Regions from separate parts of the Mus musculus genome. Here region 1 is linked to region 2. The links are chromatin contacts, called in public Hi-C maps. All regions are on one chromosome and are shown on one strand. Each heading gives the region's core, a stretch centred on a gene start, on an enhancer-like site or on the middle of the called end of the contact. The rest is flanking DNA. Distances are from core to core; before and after follow the strand shown.

Region 1 (3,993 bases), core at 363-2,862, 200 kb before region 2:
TGCTATTCTGTAGTCAGTTATTTATACTGTTTTGTGGAGTTCATATTTCTTGAGAGTCTGTTTTACATATTAAAATATATCTGTGAAATTGCAATTTACTGATATTAATCACTAGTTGACTAATATTACTAATCTTGACTTTGAATGAAATGTGAAAACTATGTCCACTGAAGTTCATTTACCCTTGCCACTTTCGAAAGATTTATTTTAAATTGTGTTGGTTTGGGGTGTGTGCATACAAGTGCAGGTGCCCACGGTGGCTAGAGGCTTCAGCTCCTCTGGTGCTGGGGCTATCGGAGGTGTGACCCTCTGACATGGTACTGGGAACCCAAGTTATCTCTTCTAAAAGGCCAACATGCACTCTTGACACGGAGCCATCTTTCCAGCCCCACAATCATTTGATTCTTAAATATAATTAAATATTATAAACTATAATTTAAATATAATTGTTTCACACATCAAATGGTATATAAAAAAATACTACTACCATTAGGAAGTAGAGCCTGGTTCTCAGCCTGTTTACTACAGTCTTTGAGTAGAACACTGTGGCAGCTTGAAACTTAGAGACCAAAATTAAGGGAGTACCAATATGCCTCTGGTGGGATGCTCACTCTGGTGGAAGCAGGCTGTCCTTTTTAACATCTGGATGGAGATGTCTGCCTGGCAAAGAACTGAAGGCTGTCTGTGAGGAGTTCCTCGCGTGCCGAGGAAGTGGAGGCTGTCTGTGAGGAGTTCCTCGCGTGCCGAGGAAGTGGAGGCTGTCTGTGAGGAGTTCCTCGCGTGCCGAGGAAGTGAAGCTTCTAGTTTCAAGCAAGCCTTCTGACTCAGCTGTTGGTATTGTTTGTTTTCTTCAGACAGGACCTCAGCTTCTTTCACAGGCTGGCCATGAACTCCACATCTCAAGTGACCTCCCTGCCTCAGCCTCCCAAGGAGCTGAGAATGCAGGCCTGCACCACCAAACTTAGTCCTTTGATGCAAACTTAACTGAAAGGGTGACAGTCACCTCATATGAAAATCTAAGCCACAATTAATCCAAGCCATTCCTTGATCTCTGGTCTCAGAAATGACATGAGATAATAAGCATTAGTTGTTTTAAGTTAGAAATTTCACAGTAAGTTCTTATGCATGACTACATATTAAATACACTAGAAAATCAGTAGAATATGTTCTAACTTCATTGACTAAAATCCCACAGTTTACATTTGTTTTTGTAATTACAACATAGTCCTAAACATAAAAAACAGTAAAACCAAGCCGAGACTAGATCACTGGACTGCTTAAGCTATAAAGGATTGTTTTCAGTTTTGAAGTGCCATAGAAGAGAAGTGAGGCCGTGTGAGCCTCAGGTTTCTCTATCCTGCCCTCCCACAGCCCGCTTCCCCGAGGCTTCAGGGGAGACCTATTCTGAGCTTGTATTTCAACCAGTGACTGACCTTGATCACACATGAAAAATCTCCAAAACTCTGGGTCATGACAGGTTACAAAATAATTAGCCAATGGCCTAAGTCTGAAATGATTCATTACTAAAATCCATCTGGCAAGTCTTTAAGCTTAGTGTTTGTTCAGTGATCTCATTCAGTATGCAAAAGAAAAAAGTAAGAGGTTTTGATTTGTAAGATAAAAATCTATTAAATCATTCCTCCTTCACTAAGCCATTTGTTTTCCACAGTGTCTCTGCTCAGCTTTTATATTCTTATCCTCTCTCTCTCTCTCTTCCTCTCTCTGTGTATGTGTATGTGTGTGTTTGTGTTTGTATGTGTGCACATTGGTGTGCACATATGTGTGTGTCAAGGTCAGAGGATAACTTCAGGTCTTGGTTCTCATCTTTCACCTTGTTTGATACAGAGTCTTTATGTTATTGACAACTGTTTGTAGCATGCTACCTGGCCTGTGAATGTCCAGGGATTCTCCTCTTTAATTCCTCTCTTGTCCTAGGAACATTGTCATGAGAGACATACATTATGTCACCTGTAGTCTCTGCCGATCTGAACTCAGGCCCTCACACTTGTGAAGCAAGCTCGTTATGCTTTCCCCACCACACCACCTCCCCCCTAGCAATCGAGTGCTCTCTTATTAGTCAGTAACAGATTTAAACTGTTTTCTGGATTTGTGAGTCACTTCTGCCATTGGGACAAAATACTGAGAAAAATGACTTCTGCATGGCTATCGCCTCAAAAAATTCTTCTCTGAAGGAGGGAGAATGTTCATGAGACTTGGGAAGTTAATGATATATTTACCAGGATAAGGATTCTCATCAAACTCACACAACTTTGACACATCATATATTTTCAAGATTCACAAGGCTCCTTCTCAAGTCAGTATAAGTTGTGGGTAATTGCTGGTGGATAGGAACCTCCTGCAGGCTGTGTAGGAAGCTCCAGGGATGGCAGATGTATACATACAGCTGCCTTTGAGTCACCCACGCTCCCCTAAGCAATCTGAACAAACTCATCATTTCACCAAACTGGGCTTTTATTTCTTTGGTCTGCTGGTAGTGCCCTATTCAGGGCAACTAGTGTCTGTTCATATCTCCCCAGGAAAAGTGACATAATATCAACTTAAGAGAAGATGATATTTGTCCTGTGAAGTCAGATGTTTCAGTCCATGATCACTTAGCCTTGTCACCTTGTCACTTTGGGCGTCTTGTAGTATATTGTGAAGGAGAATGCTGTGCAGGGGGCATTTTTACTTCATGAGAGCCAAGAACTGAAAGAGAAAGGAAGGACACCCTCTAAAGAGCCCAACTTCCATTTACTAGTATCTTTCTAAAAGTTCATCACTCCTTATAGCAGACTAAGGACCAAGTTTTCAATACAAGGGCTGTGGGGAAATAGTCAAGATCCAAACTGTAACCCTGAGCATAAATATATAATCTTTGAATTTGAAATGTATATCATTAGTTTATATAACAGATACATCAGACATTGGCAGCTACAGATTTTTTTTTAAATGACAGGGTATTTGGTAGGGGGGTGTAGCAATCTAGGGAGACTTAGATTTGGTCTTTGTACTGATGGTTATTAGTAAAATAAAAACAGATTACAGGAATTGCTGAGTCCTGCATGGCCATGTGGAAGGGAAGGCATGACACAGTTCCTGTCCCTGGAGCAGAGCTAGCAGGGCATGGGTCTCCACAAGCGCTGAGGTTGTTGTGGGTATGGGGCTTGTTTGTATAATAACGTACATAGTTTACTTTATGTTCCTCATTTGGGAAATATTCTCCCTGCCAGGCAAGGTTAATGACTCCATGATAATTAGAAACAGCATGAATTCAGGAGGTGAGAATGTGTCTTGTGTTCCTCAGCAAAAATGACAAATTCCGTGACTTTCAGGACATCCCTTAAGACTGTGGGAAAGAACTGTGAAAGCAGTTTAAGAATATATAATTTTCAGCTGGGCAGTGATGGCGGATGCCTTTAGTCAATTGGGAGGCAGAGGCAGGTGAATTCCTGAGTTCAAGGTCAGCCTGGGACAAAGGTAGTTTAGGCCCAGGCCTGGTGGGGATCCCACCCAGCTAGCTTATTGTCTGTGCTTACAAAAGCAAGCAAACCTCTGAATTCATTTGTGCATTAAAAGAAAAAGAAAGGAAAAAAATGCTGTCTTCTTCTAAGAATCAAGGGGCTAAGGTCATAAAATGCTGATTCGAGAGATACTTGAAAGACAATCTGGAGTAAATGACTGCATTGTTAGGAAAATAAAAGACTGGGCTTTGGTCAGCAAGAGAGAGCTACTCAGAGAGAACTGTTTGGAGAGTAAACACAGCTCAGGGACTAGACAAGGCTGCCCACTTTCTCCCTACCTATTCAATATAGTACATGAAGCCCTACCCAGAGCAATTAGACAACAAAAGGAAATCAGGGAATACAAATTGGAAAGGAAGAAGTCAATATTTCACTATTTGCAGATGATATGATAGTATATATAAGTGACCCTAAAAATTCCACCACAGAACTCCTAAACCTTATAAACAGCTTCAGTGCAGTAGCTGGATAT
Region 2 (3,611 bases), core at 1,016-3,515:
AAACACATGAAACAGTGAAATACATGTGAAACACATGAAACAGTGAAACACATGTGAAACACAGTGAAACGCATGAAACAGTGAAACACAGTGAAACGCATGAAACAGTGAAACACATGTGAAACACAGTGAAACGCATGAAACAGTGAGCCCCCTTCTCCAAGCCCCAGGAGTCACCAGCTTACCTTCTCTGTGGTTTTGACTATTCTAGGTCCTTTCTGTAAATGTGATCACGGCGTTAATTGAAACAAGCAAACAACAACAGAACAGCACAGAAACACATTCGAAATGGACTCACTCAAGCTGAAGTCCATGTCATTAAGAAGAAACTAAGCTGTCATCTGACCTTTGGGGGAATCAGTTAAACATCAAGGGTTTGGAAGATAACTCAGTGGGTGAAGGCGTTTGCACTGAAGCCTCACACTCAACTTCCCAAGGTCATCTTTCACCATCACACATACTCACACACATACACACACTCACACACACATACACACACTCAAACACACACACACTCACGTACAAATAAGCACATTTCCCAAATATGCCAGTTAGCTGGAATTCTTTCTCTCTGAATATTTAACACAAACACTAACCTGAAGTAACTTGATGCTAAACAAGCAGGCACCTTCCTGCTGATGTGTCTCTTGGGCCCAACCTTAGAAAAAACACAGACCAACATCCATTCTGTTTCTGTGTTCTTCAGCCTCACTCTGTCTACAACACCAACCTTGTTGCCCATTTTATACACATATTCAGGACTGGAATTGCTAGACCCTTGGTAATTTTAGTCATAATTATTTGAGGAGCACCATTGGGCTCCCACTGCTGTTGCCTCAGTAGTCAGGAGTTTGCCTCTCAGCACCCCTGACAATCCAGTTTATTTTCTAGTTTCATTTGTGTTTAAATAGTGACTGTCCTAAGGGATGTGAAAGAGAAATTTTTAATGCTTAATCCATACCACAGTGGGATCAGCAAAAGGTAGGGGGTCCTGGGGGTGCTGTTACAAAGACTAGCCTGACAGACATGTTCAGTTACACAGATGGTGCACTGTCCACGTGCCTAGTCACGGGGTGAGAGGGCCTGGGATCCAGAACATTTCACATACCAAGTTATGAACAGTCTTCTGGAAGAAGGCAATAACTTTTCTTCCTGGAAAATAATGTCAGCCTGCCAAGCTGTCGCCACAAAAGCGTACCCCTTCAGAGCTGACTGAGACAATTTTTGTGGATCCTTCCTAGAGAAACGCTAGATAAACACTAGATTAGTGGACAGGGTAATGCCTGCTCCAACAGTCCCAGAAGAATATTAAAATCCTTTCCACCGAGGTGTTCTGCTGATGGCTGTGACAGTTTTACAAAATGACCCCTGTCAAGTAGGGTCTCTGTGCCCTCACCCTTTAATCTGGAATTGGTGACTGACAGAATTAAGCAGAAGCCCCTTTGTGTCACTATCTGGACCTGGGCCTTAAGTAGGTGGCAGTTTCTATGTCCTTTCTCTTGGGATATTTGTTCTTGGAATCTAGCCACCACACTATGAGGAAGCTGTTGCTAAAATTCTTTCCCAGGGGCTAGATATAAGTCCTGTCTCTCCCTTCTCCTAGAGGTCCTAGAACAAACTGAGGTCCAATTCCACTATAGATACGGTAGGGAACCAATGAGGTCCTAGGGCATCCGTACAGCCAAGCCTTCTTCCCCAGGAGCCCTGATGTTTGGCCCTTATCTCTCCTCCCACTCCCCATCTTATCGTGACTTGACACACTCTGTGATAAAGACACTGCCTTCTGAAGGGTCTCCCCATTCATTGTCAGACATGATCATTTCTCTGAGCACACCCTAGACCCTTCCACAGACTCCCCAGCTCCCTTTTGCCTTGGGCTAAGGCTTAGTGGTCTTGCAGGTCAAATTTGAGCCAAAGACATGCTGTCCACCTGGGTTCCATAACTTCCTCTAAGGTGAGGAGTGCTAACAAGCTAAGCAAAGTTGACAGGAGACACAGCCCAAATTCCCTGGCTTCCCCTGCTGATCAAACTCTCCCGTACTCACGGGCTCAAGTGCCTCGAGTTTCTTCCTAAAACAGGGCACAACCTTGAGTCTGGTCTGTTGCTCTCTACTTTCAATCCTACCCATCCTAGACTAACCAACTTCTCAGGAAGGAAATAGTTAAAGATCCCTGCCCTTCAGGGCCTGGCGGGGGCAGCAGCTTTGCAGCTTGGTGGCTGCTCCCTGGAGGGCAGGCGGGATAGCGCTCTTGCAGTTAGGTCCCAGAGTAGAGAGGAAGGTCTAGGAGCCTGTGGAGTCTAAGGAAGATCGCGGGAGGCGTGTTCCTCCGGAGTTTGCTTTTCCTTGGGAGCCTCGCGCGCACACCCATCCCTTCTAGTCTGGCAACTGTGTCTAGGAGGTGGGGAGCCTCTCTCTGATCCACCGGACCATCGCTGGAGCTTGCAGGCTGAGCAAGATCTCCCCCTAGAGAAGCCTGGCTGTCCGGGGAAGTTTCCCCGAGCTGAGACTGTGCTGCAGCCCTGGTCACCCGCCACCCTGCGCGCCACCCTCGTTCTCCAGCTCAGGCTCCGGCTGGCCCGTGCGCGGACCTGGAGCTGTCTGCTTCCGAGGAGCTCTAAGGTCGGTGCAAGTCTTTCTTTTTGGAACCAGGGCTGGAACTAGGGATAGGGTCGCTGCCGGGGCAATCTGCTGGGAGGAGCAGGGGTGTCTCGCAGCTCCAGGGAAACGCAACAGACCGGCCTGGCACTTACCTCCCGGGACGCCCAGTGTGGGGCGCTTTCCTGGGAGACGAACACTGGGGGGAGTGGGGGTGGACACCGGACAAGACCATTGAGCTTTGTCTCGGATTTTTAGGAAAGGGGAGCCGGGAGTGGGAGGATCTTTTTCTCCACACAAGCTTTCAGGCGCATCAAGGCCCAGGGCGCTTGCTCCAAAGCCTCCTGGTGAAGTTGGTCTCTTCCTATCCTGCACCCTGAGTGCCAAGGACACTTACTGTGAAGAACCAACCTCTGTGGAGCCCTCCTCACACCACGATGGCAGCTGGGGTTGGAAATCTGCCTGCTGGTGGAGGTCTGGGCGATTTGCTCAGTGCTGTCCTGTCCTTTAAAGGGCACTTCTTGTCTTTCATGTGCAGAACCCTGGAACTGTTTGTAGATAAGCCACCTCTGATTACACCACCCTTAGTGGCCTCACCCCAGCAGACCTGGGGCGAAAGCATATGAAAGTCAGAGGATGTGTCCAAGGAGAGTGGATAATTTGTCTTCTCCAGAGAACAAAACCACAGAGAACTTGAAAAAAAAAAAGTTCTTGGTTTAATTTTTTTTTTCTTCTTGTAGTTGTTTCTGATTCCCACACAGCCATCAACTCATCTGTTTTTAAAGATTGGCTATGAAACACCTTGGCAACCATACCATGTAAATTACCTGCCCTAAGTATGTGTGCGGTTTGGGCGCCGTTGGATTTTCCAAATTACTAATGGCAAGTGGACATTTGCTCTGAGAATCTGATGTATTAACTAGGGAAAGCACTAAGGGGTCAGCTTTTGTATGCCACCAAACTCTAGACCCACAAAAGGAAAGATGCTGACTCCATAGACATGTCCTTCTGGTC

Evidence for each region. Hi-C and Micro-C count contacts between places; a contact is called where the count stands out from the background.
Region 1: a Hi-C map of uterus shows a contact between it and region 2. The contact joins the enhancer-like site here to the promoter of Ednra in region 2. A contact is called at or near these places in 5 of 39 promoter capture datasets (the 3T3-L1 cell line, 3T3-L1-derived adipocytes, neural stem cells and 1 more), 2 of 484 Hi-C or Micro-C datasets (both in uterus) and 1 of 115 datasets of contacts at active chromatin or transcription factors (cardiomyocytes).

What each region holds. Positions count from the first base shown.
Region 1 is chr8:77,919,495-77,923,487 of GRCm38.p6, reverse strand. No RefSeq gene overlaps it. Among named protein-coding and RNA genes, the nearest start is that of Gm23981, 110 kb to the right of the region's middle. Within about 2 kb of position 1,612, at least 4 of the 459 cell types and tissues checked have an H3K27ac peak or open chromatin away from gene starts, as enhancers often do. A contact at or near this core is called in uterus, where this site is marked.
Region 2 is chr8:77,723,106-77,726,716 of GRCm38.p6, reverse strand. Ednra (endothelin receptor type A) reads left to right here and starts at 2,265. Exons shown (of 8, transcript NM_010332.2): 1 at 2,265-2,621. It overlaps LOC108167319 (a long non-coding RNA gene), which reads right to left and starts at 3,132. Exons shown (of 4, transcript XR_003947564.1): 1 at 2,995-3,132; 2 at 186-218.